Regions from separate parts of the Sus scrofa genome. Here region 1 is linked to region 2. Evidence: chromatin contacts called from public promoter capture Hi-C data. All regions are on one chromosome and are shown on one strand. Each heading gives the region's core, a stretch centred on a gene start, on an enhancer-like site or on the middle of the called end of the contact. The rest is flanking DNA. Distances are from core to core; before and after follow the strand shown.

Region 1 (4,852 bases), core at 284-2,783, 640 kb after region 2:
ATTATAACGATGTGACAAGAACAGGCATAGAAGGCTAGAAAACTATAGGCGGATATAGATCTAAAGAAGGCATCTTACCTAGTCTAGGGCATCAAGGAAGTTTTCCTAAAAAAAGTGACATCTAAGTTGAAACCTCCCAACTGTGTTTCCCATCTTGTACCAGCAAGGACCACTTAGGCCAGATGCAGTGTTTTCATTTATTTTGACTATGTCATATGTGCAAGGGCTACAACGGAAACATGTATTTGATTATCTTTAGAAAAAATATTTTTTTCCAGAAATTGCATTACTGAAGACCAAAAGTTTGACATCAGTTGCTATGGGGGTGTTCTCGGGTAGCCGTAAATACCACTTGCTTCCATCCAGAAAGGAAGGTTTTTGAACTATAGAAAATAGTTTACTTAGCTAGGTCAGCATGCACGTAAAGAACCTAAAGACAAGCAGTAGGTTAATTTCACATTGAGAAGGCGCTGAAAGCTAAGCCAAGGAACTTAAACTTCTTTAGTTCCGATATTTATTGAGAGCTTTTAAAACGTAGGAACGCGCAAGGGAAAGAATGACTGTAAATAAACAACCACAATGCCTTAAGAAAAAGAACACCCCCAAGTGTGCCTAGGAGGATCAATGAAAGCTCGCCCAGATGGCCTTGAACCAGGCGTGGGAGTTTGCACTACGGTCCCCGGGGAAGGACATTCCGGACCCAGCGGCCTCGGCCCTGTCGGGGAGAGCGTGGAGCCGCGGTGGACACTTCCCACGCTTGGGGGGAGAACCAAAGGGGCGAGGTGTCTCCAGGCTCGGAAAGCAGAGCCAGATCCTGGCTGGGAGCTTCGGGGCCATTGTCCTAATGGACTCAAAAGAGAGCCGCCGACGGTGTCTTTGGAGGAGGGGCGGGAGCGACGGGGACGCGAACACAAAGCTCGCCCCCAACCCAGACTGTAAAGGAGCCAGTGAAAGGACCCGGGCGGCGCCGTTTCACCACGGTTCTGCGGGACTTACCCCGGACAACCCTTTCTCCTGGGTTTTGAAAGACGCCCTTCCGTCATTTGCCAGTTTGGCCTGAATCTTAATTATTGCTGCCTCCAAATTTCTAAACTTTCTCTTCTTAAAAATAAAAAGAAAGAAAGAAAAGGAAAAACTTGCTCTTTCCTTTCCCGAGCAAAGATTAACGTTTAGGGCTTAGCACCCAGACCCGGAAAGCTCCTGGAAGCACTTTGAATTCGGCGCCTTCTCCCACGCGGCCCCGCCTCTTCCAGGAAGTGACAGTCCTCTTTCCGCAAACGCTGCCGCACTCTCCGCTTTCCTGGCTCCCAGCCGTCTGCAGTACGCATGCGTGGAACTGTAGTTTGGGGGGGCTTCGAGCTTTCTCCCCCTCTCACCCAGGGAAATCGCCCGCCCTGCCCCCCCGCCGCGTCCCGCAGTTGCCGAGGACCGCGCGGCTACCAGCTTTCCTCATCCGCCCAGAGCCACTTCCGGTCCCCTCCTCTTACGCTCCAGTGGCGCGAAAACTCCGAACGGCGCACGCGCGGGCGGAGTCCCGGCGGGAGGGGGGGCGGGGCGCAGGCGCGGAGCGTCCCGCGGTGGGCGCCGGGGCGTCCGGGCTCCTGCCTTCTCCCTCCGCGGGCTCGCCGTACCCGCCGCGCCAACTGCGGTCGGCTGATGCCGAGACGCCCCTAGGGGGGCTTTAGCGTCCTGTTGCGCCGCGACATCCCCGCCGACCGGTTTCCTAGGGGAGACATCGACTTGTTTGAGGTAGGGTGAGGGCGCGCGCAGTCGTCCTCCCTTGCTCCGGATCCATTCCCAGTCACTGCCCTCTTCGCTGGCGTCCCCCAGCCCACCTGGTGGCGGCCGGGTCAGCGGTGCTGTGACGAGGTCCTCGGGGTCGCTGGCGCCCGGGCGGGCTGGCCCATGGGCCGGCAGGGGTCTTTGCCTTCTCTTCGCAGGCGACACGGGTCCCTTCTGCCGCGGGAAACTTGCCCGGGTCCGCTGGGCCCCTCCGTCGGGCGGCTCTAGTGGCGAGGCTTGCAAATCCCGGCTCGGGCTACGGGACCCGGCTCCCGGCCCCACATGGCCCTTTGCCTTTGACTTGCGTGTAGGGGGAAAGGAGTGAGGGTGGGTTGGAGAATTGGGCGCTTAACAATCTGATGATACCGTACAAGTAGCAACTTAAGTATGTTTAAGAGATGTGTAAATATCACTTCAATTTGATTTGTGGTTAAATTCCAGTTTCATGAAAACGGAGACTGCATTATCTAGAAAAATTGGGTTGTGGTGTTTGGAGGTTTGATGGCATTTATTTTCCCTTATTTTCTTGTAGAAATGAATTGGAAAAGAATCACTATTGGGAATCGAGAAACACAGTCAGCACTCAAGGGTGGAGAAAGGGCTGTAGGACTGATAGAGCTTGAGAGGATACTGTGATAATTCCTAGAAAAACAACTGTTTGGTGTTTAAACCCTGAAGACAGAATTTATGTGAGCGCTCACTACTCTGTATTTCACGAGTAGGAGATTAAAAGCGAATTTTTGAAAGACGGTCATTCTAGAATGTATGTTCAAAAGAAAAAAAATCCAAATTCCCTGACTTTTAGACGGCTGTTGTGTAGTCTTTTAAAATATTCAGTGTCCTGTGCATTGGCCTGCAGATCGTTCCATGAGTGCGTGGGTGGGGAGGGAGAGTCTTAGAACTTCTACTTAGGTTTACTTTGTCTCATTCTCTTACTGTGTGAAGTATGCAGAGTTATAATTTTCTGGGGGAATTTGTATTAAACAGTTTTTTTTTTTTTCTTGAACGGCTATCAGTGCAAAAAAGTTTGGAGATTACTAGAATATTGCTTTAAAATATGTTCTTGTGTTTATAAGATAGAACCAGTGTTGTGTGACCCTGGACTAGTTGGTACCACCTCTGCAAATTTCAGTTCCTATTCTGTAACTTGAGAAGCTAACATAGTACCTAACTCACAGCATTCTTAAATATCTTGGGGCAAGGGGCAGAGAGAGTAATAATTTTATCTCTGTATCTACCTATGGTTAGTGTGAAGTATTAGAATTGAGCCTGGCAAAAAGTCAGTACAAATGGCATATTAAAGTGGTTATGCCGAAAGACCAGTTTTAGTCCCAAAAGTTTATTTTACTGAATACATTTAACTGAGTTCCTGGATGTAGAATTTTGTATAAAACTTGACTAAATATTGACTATCATTTTTAGACCTAAGTTAGGAAAATTAATCATGGCTGTACTTGGCTTATTTTCAGGAATTAATATCTCAAAATTTTACCATAATAGTATGCGTTATATTTAAGGCATAATTAAATGTCACAAATACAACCCCCCCCCCAGATGACTGAGAGTCAAGAGTAGACACTTACCTTCATGTTAGTATTTTTGGTTCACTGGCTAATGAGATACATCTTTCTCACTCAACAACACACTTTCCCTGGTGACCAGATTCAAAATACTTTCTGTGGCTTTCTTAGCTCTACTCTCAAATCTACTGCAGGGTATGTTTTACTGCCTACTGGCCTATCTCAGTATCCTAGGAGCACTTCAAACCCAGTGTTTTCAAACAAAATGAATGTATTATTTATCCTTCCTTCTTACCAAATTTGCTCAGTCTGCTGATACTGGTGTTTAGGGTTAAGAGTGAAGGTTGTTTCTGAAAATTAAAGGCAATAAAATTTATAAAGCAAGCCCATCGTTTTAATTGGCTTGAAGAGTAACATTAGAGGGATACATCACATTAGAATTCTTTCTGTAGCCTTATACATTATCAAAGGATGGACAAGAGGATAAACAGATTAATAGTCAATTTCACTACCTATAAATAGTTGAACTATTGGTTAAACTTAGTTCATGGCAGAAGGAACCTGGACATGAAAGATCAGGTTTGACTTTGGGTTTTGACAACCTGGATTTGGATCTAGGCTCTGCTACGTAATAGCTACATAAGTCTGGGTATCTTTCACCTGAGGTTTAAACTTGACACTTAACATCCCGGTTTGTAAAGGAAGAACAATACTTAAAAGGATGTTGAAGATTGAAGGAAAGGTTTGTACCTTTTAATCCCATTCAGTTATTCTTCCCCCCCCCCCCCGCCCCAGCTATCCCTTTCTTCTCTGTGTCTGAGTCTGTTTTCATTTTGTTTTGTTTCTTTTGTTTTTTAGATTATACATGTAAGTGAGCTTATATGGGTTTTTGCCTTTCTCTGTCTGACTTATTTCATTTAAAACCCTCTAGATCTACCCATGTTGTTGCAAGTGGCAATATTTCATTTAAATGGCTGTATAATATTCCTCTGTGTGTGTAACATCTTCTCTTTCCATTTATCTGTTGATGGACACTTAGGTTGCTTCTGTATCTTGACTATTGTAAATAATGCTGCAGTGAACATTGGTGTTCACGCCACTGCTTTTGTTTAGCGCCCTTTAGAGATTGATCTCTTTTGCCCCTATTCTCACTCTGTTTCTTCTCTCTTCTATGTTGAGGCCACAGGAATTTTTAAAAACACAAATCTGAGTATTCAAATTTTATTATCTGAAGTGTGCTTAGTATTTCCCAGTTTTGCTCATCTGGAATTGTTTGATGTGTGGACTAATGAATTTTTTCAGTTTTATTATTTATTATTTATTGCATCTCATCATTTCATGGTGTAATCCAAGCAGTGTGTTTATTTAATTCAGTACACTAAAAATGAGCTTGTTTAATGCAGAATGAATTTTTCTGTGGTGATGGTAGGAGTGGAATTGGGGATGAGGTAAATAGTCCATGGCAGATTCAGAAGCTGCAGCAATTTGCCTTTTTTCAAACCACTGTTTTCTTTTGATAATCCCAAATCTGTTATGACTGTTCTCACTGT
Region 2 (5,047 bases), core at 1,058-3,557:
TGAAGGCTTAAAGGGCTGTGTCAGAAGCCTACTTAATTTTACAAATCATTGCTCATTTTGGATGTTGGTAGCTAGAACGAATCATTACCTGTCATCATTACAGAATAGTGGGTCTTCATAGGTGGAAAGAGTAAGGTTAGATACACTCAAAAACTGGAGCTTTTTAGTCTATTGCCTCTGTGAATAGTCTTTTAATCGATGCCAAAATGAAAATATAACCCCACTTGAATAAGTTCATTAATTTTGAAACTGCTCATTCAGAAATAAAACAGCTAATTATTCATACATGTTATTTTCATCCAAGAAGAGCACCTGACAGAACTTGCTGGAAGGGTTCTTTGAAGTTTATTTGGTGGCTTTATTGCCTTTGGACTACTTCATATTTGAAACTTTGGGCTTGGCAGGTAGGGCTAGTGTTTGTACGGAAGGGAAAAAAACTGGGCTACCACTTCAAAATATGAAATGAAGTGTGGTATCCTAGCCTTCATTGTTGTCATCCTGTTGTGATTTTTGCCTTGTTTTCAAAAAAAAAATTAATTGGTTAATCTACTACAATGTTAGGAACAGTGAACTCATTATTTTCACATGTTATTTTCTCAGTTTCTCATCAAACCAAACATTTTCAGTGTGATATTACCTTCTTTTTTTAATCAATGAAAAAAAAAGATTCAAAAAGATTACATAGCTTGTCCAAGGATGTGCAGGGAATAAATGGTAGGACTAAGATTCAAATTCAGATCTCATTTCAAAAGGTATATGTAGTCTATTTTCTCTGTGCCTTCCAAATTGAGTTGTTATTAATTCCTTGGCTACTGACACATCCTGAACAAATTAGTCATTCCATTAAATTCTATGCTTAAGCTACAAAACAGTTACACAGCAGATCTGGTGACGCCTTTTCTCCTCTCTTCCTCACATGCTCTCTTGCTCCTTCTACCCCCATCTCTATCCCTGCCCCACCTGCATATACATATTCCACCTCTGGTACTAGTTAAAGCAGACCACTGATGACACACATCTTTTGATCTGCTTCCTAATCTGCTGTAAACCAGTCCAGAATATATCAATCAAGACACTTATTGAGCACCTACTGTTTTCTATGGATTCCCCCATATAAAGACCACAAGAGAGACTCAGATATTATCCCATCCTTTACGAAAGTGAAAACTTTAACAATCCCCTTAGAGGAAGTCAAATGTACAAGCTCAAATAGCCAACTCCAGAGGGCTGTTTGTTCTCAGTGCCAAGTGAGGGTCACAGAGGAGGCTGAAGCAAAGACCTGTATGGGCTGGAAGTCATCAGAAAATGGAGAGAATCGAGGTGGGCTTTGCAGGATAAGAGAGACATGGATGGACAGAAAGGAAGAGGAAATGTGCTTCTGGCTCAGTGAGTTTGAGAAGCAGCTTCAAATTACACATAGGGTGGAATAAAGGCCCAGCCCTCCTGATTGCTGTTCCTGGTGCCTTAACTAATCCTCAGTGAGAGTGCTCCTCCCCACCTGTGAGCTCCATTCTCAGCACCTGTAAGAAACCTGGCATTTTACCCCTTTTCTTTTTGTATTGACTTTTTGTTGCATGTTATATCCTTCCCAGATATAAAGGAGTGGAGGAGAGTTTATCAGAGTCATCAAGGGCATTTATTTCAAGCTATAGAAGTTGTGTGTCTTTTCTCTCGACCAAAGATTCTAGAGTGAGGGCTGGGGCAGGGGAGGTTTCTGTACAAGCCAGTAAGCGCCCCGAGGGCAGAAACGGTGCCCTATTTCTTTGGGACTCTCACAGAGCACAAGGCCTGAAATTTCTGCTTGTACAGGTCCTGCAATTGATTCCAATGCTACACTAAAATCTAAGAACCACGGATCCATTCTCTTTCTGATTCATGTTGCTAAGTTCTTAGCGTCACCTGTGGAGGAAAAAAAAAGAGCCTTTCCTCAGACTTCAGTTCGGCGGGAACCACTCCCCAGAGGATGAAGGTAAACTGAACAGAAGGTTAACAAGTCCCTGGGGTCCTTAACGGAAAACACGCCAAGCCAGCCCTGAAGTGTGGGATTTGCACGACAGCCTATAAAGAGATTTGTAAATTCAAAATATCCGTTAGGCATTCCCACGGGGAAGGCCACCATCACTCTGGGATTTCCACGGGCATGGACCCAGGAGCCTGAAAACCCGGGTACGGTGCTCACCCTCCTCTCAGGCTAGGAACCGGATCCACAAAGGCACCGCCACCCGGCCGCTATACTGTCCTAACCAATCAGGCGCCCCCGGGAAGGAGACTACAAGTCCCAGCATGCTTCACGCCGCCTCCAGGGGACGACAGGCCGCGCCCCAGAGTTCTTTGCGTACAGGTGGCTGCCTTAGCTCCGGGAGCGCGGCGGCTCCGGAAATCCTGCGAGGGGGACGGTGGGCCCTCGGCCCGGGCGGCTATGGCAGTGGCTACAGTGGCGGCATTTCTGGCCGCACTGGGTGGGGCCCTGTGGCTGGCGGCCCGACGGTTTGTGGGGCCTAGTGTCCAGCGGTTGCACCGAGGCGGGGACTCCGGCCTCATGCACGGGAAGACCGTGCTGATCACGGGGGCTAACAGCGGCCTGGGCCGCGCCACGGCCGCCGAGCTGCTACGCTTGGGGGCGCGAGTGATCATGGGCTGCCGGGACCGCGCGCGCGCCGAGGAGGCGGCGGGTCAGCTCCGCCGCGAGCTCCGCCAGACCGAGGGCCCCGAGGAGGGGCCCAACTCCGGAGGGGCCGGCGAGCTCGTCGTCCGGGAGTTGGACCTCGCCTCGCTGCGCTCGGTGCGCGCCTTCTGTCAGGAGATGCTCCAGGTGTGAGGCCCCGGGAGCCAGCTGGAGATCGCGGGGAGGGCTGGGGGCCTTCGCGGACGGGGAGGGGCTGGCCGGCCTCGGGGCCGAGCAGGGAGGGCACCGCCCAGAGTCCAGGGGGTGTGACCTTGGAAATGACTGACGCTAGGAGTAGAAACAATCAAGAGATTGGGGCGGCTCGGGAATTGAAGGCTGGAAAAATTGGTAGAATAGTCTTCTGTCTTCCAAGAATGTTGAGGGAAAAAAAAAAAATGGGCCCAAGAGGAAAATAAGCGAGTTTCTGAACATTTCCTCTTGCTATGTGAGGACAGCCCGGGAGGAGATCCGCCAGGTCTCTGGATTGTTTTTCCTGTGTCCAAAGTGAATCTGCACCCAAGAGCCTGAGAGCACGTAGGGAAAGTTGCTAACCAAGGACCGTGGAGCACTCGTCTTTTTTCTTCCTGGGGTAGAAATTTTAGCCTTCTGCCACCAGTGACCTCCTTAGCACCATCCTTAACCAGGCTCTGGCCTAATTTCCAAAAAGACTAGAGCTTGGAATGCCAGTGGTCCTGTGCGCTCAGCGATGACTGAAATGAAAATAATACAATATCTAGCATTTATTGAAGGTTTCCTATGTGCCAGAAGCTATTCCAAGTGTTTCAGTTATTTTTGTTTGTTTTTTAATTTTAATGAAATTAAACTGTCATCCAGTCTTCACAATTACCCTGCGAGGTAGGCATTATCCTCATTTTACAACTTTAGGCAACTAAGGTATAGGTAGGCTAAGTAATTTGCTCAGGATCTCTTTCTAGAGCCCTTGCTTTTAACTGCTGTCCTCCTGCTGCTTGTCAGCTAGGTGGAGAATTTCTTTGTTTAGATAGTATTCCACTGAAATGGATGTCCTCTATTGAAATTGAGGTAGAAGGGTTTCCTGCAGAGATGATTTGCAAGAGGGCATTCAGAAGAGTGATGTTTAAAATTAGCTGGCAAAGAAAAGGAGTCTGTATGAAAAGGAGCCTCTTGAGTCTAGAGCAGAAATTCCCAAACTTTCCAATAAGTAATTAGGTCCAAACAACCTAATAAATATTTATGTAATAACATAGTGGCTGTTTGAAAAAAAATAATACATACACATAACGGAAAGAAAAAAATGACTATTTTTCTATAACCATAATTATGCTAATGGGAAGTGTACCTCTGTTCACTGTCCCAGCTTGTCAGACTTGGGAATCAGATTGGACATTGCCACCAGCATTTCTGTGCTACGTTGATTTTTAACATTGTACTTGCATTTTACCCCAGCAACTACTAAATACTCAGCTTTGCAAAGATGGCAGCATCACAAGGAATATAGGACAATATAATGTTGAAGCTACGAATATCCTGGAGCTTGTACTTTTTGAGATATTGAGCAGAGTATCGTTTTGTTCCCCTTGAAACTTTAAAATACTCCAAATCACCCTGAGAGTTCGTTATGACTCTGGGGCACCTTGATGCAGAGATGGGGAGCTGTCGCAGACCTAGAGGTTTTTTGTTTCGTTTTTATGGCTAGTATTTCATTATCAAGTAAAACAGATTTAGAAATAAGTAACAGTGTGTTAAGAGATATTAGAAGAATCGAAGTGGATCTTCCTATTCTTCATTAAAAATGTAGATGGGGCTGGGTATACCTGTTCCTTGAACCCTATAGTTTTTTAACCACTTGGGCCACTTGAGACAACTAATAAAAAGTTAAGGAAAGAAACATAACTAAGTTGTCCTTGCTTCTAAATGTGAGTTAAGTTCTTCCCTGGATCTGAAATTCAGTAGTTCAGTGACTATAGCCAGAATAATAATAATAACAATATAAAAAAAGGAAGTGTAAATTTCCCACAGGTTGGTAATTCTTGGTATTTATGTCATTTATCTCCTAGAACTTAAAAAAAAAAAAGCAGTGAATGATAAAGTCTTAAAATTACACAAGCCCAGCAAAGAATGATGGCTCAGAAATGATTAATATAGGAAACTCTTCCAAAGGATTACTGAAAAGATCACTCCTTTCTTTCCCCCATGGGTGAACTTTTGCCTTCTTTTTGAAGTTGACTATTAAAAAGGCAAAAGGTGCATAGACAGACAGAATGAGAAATACTTAATCCTCTGACAGGTAGGCTTTGATAACAGTTGTGAAATTTAACGCATTTTTCTTTTCACTTATATTTGGCCAAAGGGCCAGTGAGTTTTGAAATTTGACCTCAGACTTATTTAATTCTGGGTCATCAC

What was found. Promoter capture Hi-C pulls out the DNA fragments that hold promoters and counts their contacts.
Region 1: a contact with region 2 is called in a promoter capture Hi-C map of liver, with 3 times the contacts expected there. The contact joins the promoter of SMC6 here to the promoter of RDH14 in region 2. A contact is called at or near these places in 1 of 5 promoter capture datasets (liver) and 1 of 2 datasets of contacts at active chromatin or transcription factors (alveolar macrophages).

The regions. Positions count from the first base shown.
Region 1 is chr3:120,095,828-120,100,679 of Sscrofa11.1, forward strand. It overlaps SMC6 (structural maintenance of chromosomes protein 6), which reads left to right and starts at 1,534. Exons shown (of 27, transcript XM_003125342.4): 1 at 1,534-1,749. It overlaps GEN1 (flap endonuclease GEN homolog 1), which reads right to left and starts at 1,478. Exons shown (of 14, transcript XM_005655263.3): 1 at 997-1,478.
Region 2 is chr3:119,451,679-119,456,725 of Sscrofa11.1, forward strand. RDH14 (retinol dehydrogenase 14) reads left to right here and starts at 2,308. Exons shown (of 2, transcript XM_003125340.4): 1 at 2,308-2,812. The coding sequence starts at 2,420. It overlaps LOC100516797 (cytosolic 5'-nucleotidase 1B), which reads left to right. Exons shown (of 9, transcript XM_005655262.3): 9 at 1-2,168. LOC106509892 (a long non-coding RNA gene) reads right to left here and starts at 2,267. Exons shown (of 6, transcript XR_002342970.1): 1 at 2,180-2,267.